Regions from separate parts of the Rattus norvegicus genome. Here region 2 is linked to region 1. Evidence: chromatin contacts called from public Hi-C data. All regions are on one chromosome and are shown on one strand. The core of a region is the stretch at or near the end of the contact, and the rest is flanking DNA. Distances in the headings are between cores, read along the strand shown. Region 1 has its middle 290 kb from the start of Id2. Region 2 has its middle 570 kb from the start of Rnf144a.

Region 1 (4,348 bases), core at 467-2,966:
AGCGAGTGAATGAATGAATGATGAGTGATCTGCCAACTCTGACAAAGTGGAGATGATTCAGAAAAGTGCTCCTCTGCTAGACACCTGCTAAGAGCCAACTCTGCTGTTAGACTGAGAGTCTAGGGTCTCACAGAATAGAAGAGCAGGAAATGGCTAAGCTTCACCCCTCTCAGAAGGCCCACCTCCCTTCCAAGCACTTGTTTAAGCTCACGCATCCCTAGTTCCGCTTCTCTCCTCTGTCCTCTATGCATATGACAGAGCAGAAACACAGAGCAAATGCTAATGTGGGTCCCCCTGGCCACTGAGGGCTGTTGCTAGGTTTCAGTTGATAAAATATCTGATTCCCCTAAAGAAAAGGTAGGGAGGCCCACAGGGTCTGATAACTTAGGGAAAGCAGGAGTGTTCCCTAAGGTGAGGTCTGGACAGAACCAGACTAGCTCGCACAGCTGTGACCTCACACAGAAGGGACAGGGGCAGAACAGCCGCACAAGTGGACAAAAGGGAGAAGAATATCCCCAGAGCAGCAGCCTGTGGAGCCCCAGGATGGCGACGGGGACACCTTTCCCGAGCCACCTTGTCTTCTAGGTGTTGAGTCAGGTTTAGGACGACGCAATGAAGAGCAATCTAACATGACTCTGGATTCCCCCTCATGTTCCTCCATCACTCTGAGGACCAAGAGCACAAGGCGCTTGCGCATTTTACTCTATCTATCAACAGGTGTGAATTTTAAAATGAATTCCTGAGCTCAAACTCTCACTGCATTAGCATTGAGACTTTGGGCAAGTTCTTTAATTTTTCTGTACCTCAGCTCCCCATACAAAACTGGGATATTCACAGTATTTCCCCAGCAGAAGTTTCCCTTGGGCTTAGATGAGGTAAGACATACAGAAAGCACAGAATAGTCTCTGGCGGTCAGTCAGTACTACGTGTACCATACTCATTATTTGTATGTTAATATAGGTCACAGGGAAAGGTTACATGGCATTTCATTAAGCAAATGACAGAGGAGAACAGTTATCCAGCTTAGCAACAGTCTAGTGAACAAAAGTAGGGAACACTTCCTTGTGTTCAGTAGTAGCAGGTATGTGTACAGGTGTGGCTGCACTCACACCGCGTCTTTATGTTGAAATGGTGACAGTCATTTGCAAGTATTAGATAGCTTACCTGTAGAACTCCAATACATGAGGACAAGCAAAGGTGCCTGTGTTTGGGAAGCACATAAGACATGGATCTCACTCTCAGACCCTCCAACCAGTCCCTGAGTATGACATGGGGATATAACTCAACATCTCAGGACATCTGTTTCCTTATGAGAAATGCCAAGGCTTTCAAACAGAAAGGATTCGGAAAAGGACAAGTCTCAGTTTATGGACACACGTTGACCTATGCTGAGTTACTTCCTGCAGTCACAGAAAATCCTTGACAATCAGTCAGGCAGGTTTTGTGGCTCATCTATTCAGGTGAGGAAGCATCAGAAGTCATTGGCCCAAGCTTCCAGGGTATAGCAAAGTTAGTAGATACGTTTAGATCTCTTGGCCCTTGGAGTCTAGAAGACTGACCACAGCAAACCTGAGTGAGTGAACTTAAAGGAGGGCAAAGGGATTATTAAATTATACAACTAAGCAAGTGGGGAAGGGAGTCTTTCTACCTCTCTCTGCCAGTGTGCTGGCCACGCGGCCTCTGCGACAGACAGGGATCAGAGTGGTATGGGGTGGAGCTTTGTATGATGTTCAGCCTTGTCTGGGTGGGGGTTGGAGGAGTGGGTTGGAGGAAGTTGCACTCTGGTGGCTTTGTGCAATAATTTCCAAGGCTAACAGGATGCTTCTCTCTTCAAACAAATCTGATGTCCTTGTACCCTGTGGCCCTTGGAGCAGATCAGTTACAAAGACAAAGACAACTTTGCCAAGATGATCAGTCACGTGACTCCCCTTTGCAATCGACCTTTGGAAGTCTTTGATGTGCTAGCCACTGTCCCCCCCCCCCCCTTCCGAGGGCACGTTTTTCTGGACTCAGTTATCAAGTCCATTTTGAAGCAGTATCTTTTGAAAGAGGTTTCTTTGGAAAAATAGTCATTTCGAAGAGTATTTCCAGTCAGCATTTCAACAAACAGCTGTATGGACACTGATGTGTCTTATCACTTCAGCCATCAGGCTGCCTGGCCCTGATAGCTAGAAAAAAAATCCAGGATTATCATGATCTTCAAAAGTCTGCTTTGACACAGAGGGACAGTGTGGTAGGTCAGTGTAGGATAGCACAGTCATTTCTATCTGCCTGTTCCCTTATCCCTTCATTATTCCTTATTCCTTCAGAAAGACACACTGAGCTCCATGCTGTACCCCATTCTAGAGAGGAATGAGACAAGTCCCACCCCAGAGAGGTTTGCGAAATGCAGGAAAGAGCAATATAGTTAACACCCTTAAGTCAAGCATCTTCGAAAAAGGATATTCTGAATCTATGTGGAGGCTCCAAAGGAGAGATGGGCCATCAGTGGAGCCGAAAGATTCCAAGATGGACACTTGAAGACTCAATGGGTCTCTTCTATGTCCCCTTTCCCCAGAAGGTGGTGGCCAGAGGTGTGCCAAAAAGAAAGCACCATCCTGATGCCCTTCGTGTTACATTCCCACTCACTTCAGAAAACTTCAGACTACTGGTAAACACCAAAGTGACCTGGCTGAGGAGACACAGGTGGTAGCCACCAGCCTGTAGCACGTCACCTATAACTATGAGGGACATAGTGCCTTCAGGACAACAGATAGAGTAAAACAATATAATTGGGAAGCAAAGAATTTGGTTATTGTATCTGCTGTCTCTAGAATCCGAAATCCGTGAAAGTTTTTCAATTGACTTTAAAACTGTGACGATGTTTACTAACCTGTCCCTCAGAGTCCTCGGAGGCCACCATCCCCTCATGGGCTGGCAGCAGCCAGCTTGCTTGCTGTGTTTCCATCACTTGTTCCCACAGTGCTAGTTCAAAATGCCACCCATCCCTTACTGAAATCATCCCCCATTCTTGTAAGTTCCCTGCTATGATAGTAAAGGCCTCTGCTTCTATTAGTCCTACGTTCTAATCCCTTCTCTGCAGTATAGTAGAAGTTACCCTGATAAAATCCTTATATGACCCATTTTCAGGCCCTCTGGGCTATGCATGGACCCTCTGTCTCTTCAGCTAAGCCCTTACCAACCATCATCCCACACACAACCTTCCTAGGATACCTTAGGGCTCCTTTGGCCCAGGTACCTCTGGTTCTTTGGGATCTACCAACTCAGCCCTCCTTTATATATGCACTTAGACTTGGCTTCCTTAGGGAGATTTTCCCAGTCAAGAAAAGAGACTTCCTTTTCTTGTGCCCCCCCCCCAATCAGATCCTACACATGAGACTTGGAAGTTGCTATAATAGGATTATGGTTACCTGTTCTGACAGTTCCACACTGAGCATGAAACTTGATTCAGACTACATGAGGGTGACCCTGGCTCTGTCACCTGCTAGCTGTGTGTCCTAGAACCAACTGTGCCTCTTTTCTCTGTGAAGGACAGAGCAGTAGAATTAACTTGCAGGTGGTTATGTGACCCTTGAACAACTTCACATGCTTAGACAAGTCTCAGGCCCAGAGCAACTACGAAATAACTGAGTTAATACCAGCTCCAAGCCTGTGCTTGCTCTTATATGGACAAGACTGTCTGTTCTGCCTCTTCTTGCTCCTGTCTACAAAAGTGTAGCAGGTGCTGGGCATGCAGTAGGGGCTCAGTATCTCTTCTGGAGTAAGACATCCAAAGGCTAAATAGATTTGTAAAAGGCAAAGCTCTAGGCCCTTTCTGCTGCCGGCATATTGGTGAAGTAGTCGACTAGAGAAGGCTATGACTAGCAGGGCCCAGGGCTTAAGGTGATGGGAGCAGGTGTTCAGGAGCTAGCACAGCATCAAGAAACCTCCCAGAGGGTCCATAGGCAGGATCTAGCTTTCTGCAACACCTATTTCCAGTCTATCACCCTGTATCAGTCAGCTCAGGCTGCTGTAACAAGAATGCTACCTGCTGGATGGCTTAAGTCCCTAGGATTTCGTTCTCTTGGCTCTAAAAGTAGAGAGCTCAGAATCTAGATTGAATGAAGTGAGTTTCTAGAGATAGCATACCTTCTGGCTTGTAGAGCATCGCCTGCTTCCTGGGTCCTCAGACAGTCTTGCCTTGGTAAGTGGGTATAGAGAGAGAACCCTAGTACCTTTTCTGAGGACATAAACCTTTCAGATTAAAGCTCTGCCTGGGGCCTCGTTGATTCCTTAGAGATAACACTTCCAATACAGCCTTCAAGAGGGATTAGTACTTTACCATAGACACTCAGAGGGAACCCAAGCA
Region 2 (4,348 bases), core at 1,312-3,811, 420 kb before region 1:
AGCTACAGAGGAGGGGGTAGCCTGGGAAGCGGTGTCTCATTTGATTATTTGACTAAGCAATCCAAAGAAGGTGGTCTAGAGAAATTTAGGAAAGTCAATTTCTCCATTATATTTTCCAGGCATAGGTTCAAGAGAGTTGCCCTGAACACATGCATTCTGCTAATGCAGACATTCCCTTGTCTGGATGACTATGCTCCCAGAGCTTTCATGATCAGGCTCCAACTCACAATGCCTGAGGCTGAGAGTGATCCTGAAGATAGGACCCTTTAAGGAAACAAAAGATGGAGAATGGTCCTATTGGGAAAGAGCTTCCTTTGCAAGCATGAAGATCAGAGTTTGGTTCTCAGTACCCATATAACACTGAAACAGCCAGTACAGTAGTACACACTTATAATGCCTACAATCAGGAAATAGAAGGATTCATAGGGTCTCCATGGCCAGCCAGTCTAATCTAATCAGTTAGCTTCAAGCCAGTAAGAGACCTTGTCTCAAATAAGAGGAATGGTACCTTAGGAACAATACCTGAGGTTGTCCTCTAAGTCTCTATACACACACATGTACTTGTGTTTGCAACCATGAGTGAACACACATAAAAACATGTCATCGCACATAAACTCAGAAGTAAAATGAGTTTCATAGAATATACCTGAATCCATTGTGCCTGCACTTATAATCAGAGGACATGAGAATGTAGACTTCCAGAGAGAAGACCGTGTAAAGACAGCTAGAAACCAAGGAGACTAGCTCCAGAAGCAGCCCTGCCCACGCTGGATAATGGACTTCCAGCTTCTAGAAATATGTAAAAATCAATGTTTGTTGTTTCTGATGCAAAGTAGACCTTCCAAACAGAACTGAAGCTTTACTCCCACATCACTGAAGGACCAAGGTGATGACATCATCACATGCTTGTACAAGCTTGCTAGCCCCAGCAAGCACAGTGCTAGACACAAGTGAACATGAGACCCTGGAGGCCAAAGATGATCCAGTGGGGTGCAAAACCAGGATCAGAGCAAATGAGGGGAGTCAGAAGATGGCCTGACGGCAGTGTTAGGCAGTAAGTGGCTCCCCAATGGTGGATGTGTATTTGTGTCTGCTCTGGAACGTTGATATTAGGCTAGACCTCGGATAACAAAGCCCTGGAGATTGAGGCTAAACACCAAGAATTTATTTTAAAAAAAAAGTTTTTCATGATTCAAATATGCAACCAGAAAATGACTTACAGAGAGGGTGAGACCTCATCACAGCACCTCAGCGTGGGTAACTTCCTCTCCCCTTTTGGCCTCTACAACGTGAACACCACATAGTGGCCTCTGCTTGCTCTGAACTTAGCCTGATGAACCACACAAAAACATGACCACTTGTTATGGGCAAAGAAAAATCTCTTGTTGTCATTCCGGTGTAGTTCTTTGTTTCCGGTTTAAGATAAAAGTAAAAAAAAAAAAAAGTAAGTTAAATAAAATTTCAAACACAGAATAAATGATGTAAGGACATCATCAGCACATAAAATAAATGACTCGGGTGGGTGTATCGGGGTCTTATTTGTATCTATGATTAAATTCATGCTGACTTTAACTCTTTAAGTCAGAAGTGACTTTTCGCTAGTTCTTCAGATGTCTGTCACCTTTTCTTTATAGGCTCTTTCAAAATATCCTTAAATTAAAAAATGACTGCAAAGCAGCACGAATCATTAAAATGATGTCTGCTGCACACTGCATGGAGAAGGGTTTAATGCATCCCTGTATTTTTATTCCTAACAACAGCAGGGGTTTATGTGCTAGCTTAGCACCACCTGCTTCACAGGGCACTGTACACTTTTTGTCTGTAAGAAAATGTCAAAAGGGGGAGCTAGTTAGCTAATTGATTAGAGATTGGGGCTTAAAGTTTGCAGGCAGAAGAGGCTTTCAGAGGTCATGTAAAACCCCAGGAATGCTTTTTATCCCATTCCCCTCCCCCACCCCTGTAAGGCAGTTCATTTCAGCCCTCTCCTTCCTCTCCCATAAGCCCAGCATAGAAGCCGATTTACAGTTTGACAACAAAACAGAAGTGGATTTTAGCTATGCAGCTCACAGAAGCTGAGCCACCAATGGAAAACGATTGTTGAGCTCCAGTCCTTGCAGTTTGGAGCCGTAAGAGTACAAAGGTGAAGGAAACAAACTGCGGCAGAGGCCTGTGGGGCTGCTTTGAGTCAAGGGCTTCAGCAGCACTGCAGAAGCAGGTTTCTAACACCTTTCAGGGCAGCTCTGCACTTACGCTAATGTGTGCTATTTCATGCGATGAGACTCAATGTGTCAAACGCAAGGCACGTTGTGGTGAGAGGTGAGCATTGCCAAGCCCTCCCTCTGCTTTAGATTCTCTGGACCCCGTTCTCCTCTCCCAGCATTGCTTAAACCACTTCACTTTCACCCTTTTCTGCTCAAGCTATTATTTTGGAACCAAAGATCAAACAAAGTTGTTTTTGTGATCCTTTTTCCTGTTTGCTTTATCATTTTCTCCCTCAGTTAGAAACTCAGTTCCCGCCCACACTCACACCTGTGCAAGGCTGCCCTGAGACACAGCATGGGACCAGCCAAGCTCAGACTCTTGAGCAAACATCCCCCAAAGGGACCAGTAGCCTGTGTGCGTGCATGTGTGTGACTGTCTGTTTGTTTCTATGAAACATTAACAGAATTTACTAATGACTTATAATACATATGTGTATTCCCACCCTCCAGCACCCTCAAGAAATGCCAAGTCTTTAATAGGAGGCACATGATGTTAGGAATTCTAGGGGATCAGCTCTTATTCTTGTGTATAAATATGTGTGCACTTATAGACATACTTGATATACATACAGTAGTTTACCGTTTAAAAAATATTTCAATGCATTTCATCATTTGATCTGGAGAAGGGAATAAAATAGAACAGTCAACCCACCACCACATTGCTTCCTTCACATAGAATACTCTCAAACTGTAGGGCAGTACATGAGTGCGGTACAGTGTTTGTGTGTGTGTGTGTGTGTGTGTGTGTGTGTGTGTGTGTGTGTGTGAGAGAGAGAGAGAGAGAGAGAGAGAGAGAGAGAGAGAGAGAGGGAGGGAGGGAGAGAGAGAGAGAGAGAGAGAGAGAGAGAGAGAGAGAATTCCTACATGCATGTTTGGTTTGGCACAGTTAAAAATCAAAGGTCAAGACTCTAAACTAACCAGATGTAAGAGCTATGTTCAATGATACACAACCGTGATCTCAGCATTCAAAAGACAGAGGCAGGGGGATTATTGCAAATCTAAGGCCAGTGGTTTACATGATAAGTAGTTCCAGGCCAGCTAGGGCATCATAGAAAGTCTTCATAAAAGGTTCCTTTCCTTTCCTTTCCTTTCCTTTCCTTTCCTTTCCTTTCCTTTCCTTTCCTTTCCTTTCTTTTCCTTTCTTTTCCTTGCCTTCCTTCCTTTTTTTGTTCTTTTCTTTCTTCACTCATTTTTGTCCTGAGCAAAGATCTCATATAAGCCAGGCTGGCTGTCAATTCAATGATGACTTTAAACCTCTCACCTTCCTGTCCCCATAGCCAATAAGCTAGGATTACAAACTTACACCCGTATGCCCAGTTTTTGTAATTCTGAGGACCTAACCCAGGGCATTGCATATGATAGCCAAGTACTCTTTGAGTTATAGCTCCAGCCTCTCCCCGCAAAAAACTCATCCTGACACTTATAACAGATTTCAAAGACTTGATGCCACCCTGCTTGACCATTATATGGCTAGATAGTTGGTTGGGGCTTGAGGCATTGGTGGACAGAATTGTTAGGGATATCCTGGTCTACAGTGAGTTGCCTTAAGTTCAGGTATCTTCTGGAAAGACGCACATTCATGATTATTCATGTACAAGTTTAAGGATGGGAAGTATTGAATGGCTGATCCTCTCAAGCCAGCTTGGATCCTTTTTAGAAGGAATGTTTGAGATCTCTAAGTGGCCAATAAAATAAACCAGGGTGTCTTGAGCCTTCTTGAAGCTGAACTCTTCCTCTGGCCCTCATCTCTTACTCTTCTCATGAATGCCATCCTTATGCTATCTATAGCACACAGCCTTCCTAAAACCCCACAGGCATTCCATGGAGCCTGCTGAGGTATTTGCCTTGATATGGCCTATACATGCTAGACAAGTACTCTACCAACTAAAAAGAGGGACACCTGCACAGGATCAGAGGAAACTTGAGAACACATCATGAAGGCAGTATGTAGAGATGGCTGTACCAATATTCACAGCATACCAGGAAGCTGAGAGAACCCTGAGGTCATCTTGTACAGTAGCAGTCCCATAGAGGACTACAGAATTATTCATATTTTTCATTAAGATTTTGGGTGGGATGCGTTCCTC

What was found. Hi-C and Micro-C count contacts between places; a contact is called where the count stands out from the background.
Region 2: a contact with region 1 is called in a Hi-C map of liver, with 2.8 times the contacts expected there. The contact joins two enhancer-like sites. A contact is called at or near these places in 2 of 12 Hi-C or Micro-C datasets (kidney and liver).

What each region holds. Positions count from the first base shown.
Region 1 is chr6:47,754,154-47,758,501 of GRCr8, reverse strand. No RefSeq gene overlaps it. Among named protein-coding and RNA genes, the nearest start is that of Id2, 290 kb to the right of the region's middle. Within about 2 kb of position 1,716, at least 1 of the 93 cell types and tissues checked has an H3K27ac peak or open chromatin away from gene starts, as enhancers often do. A contact at or near this core is called in liver, where this site is marked.
Region 2 is chr6:48,171,979-48,176,326 of GRCr8, reverse strand. No RefSeq gene overlaps it. Among named protein-coding and RNA genes, the nearest start is that of Rnf144a, 570 kb to the left of the region's middle. Within about 2 kb of position 2,561, at least 4 of the 93 cell types and tissues checked have an H3K27ac peak or open chromatin away from gene starts, as enhancers often do. A contact at or near this core is called in liver, where this site is marked.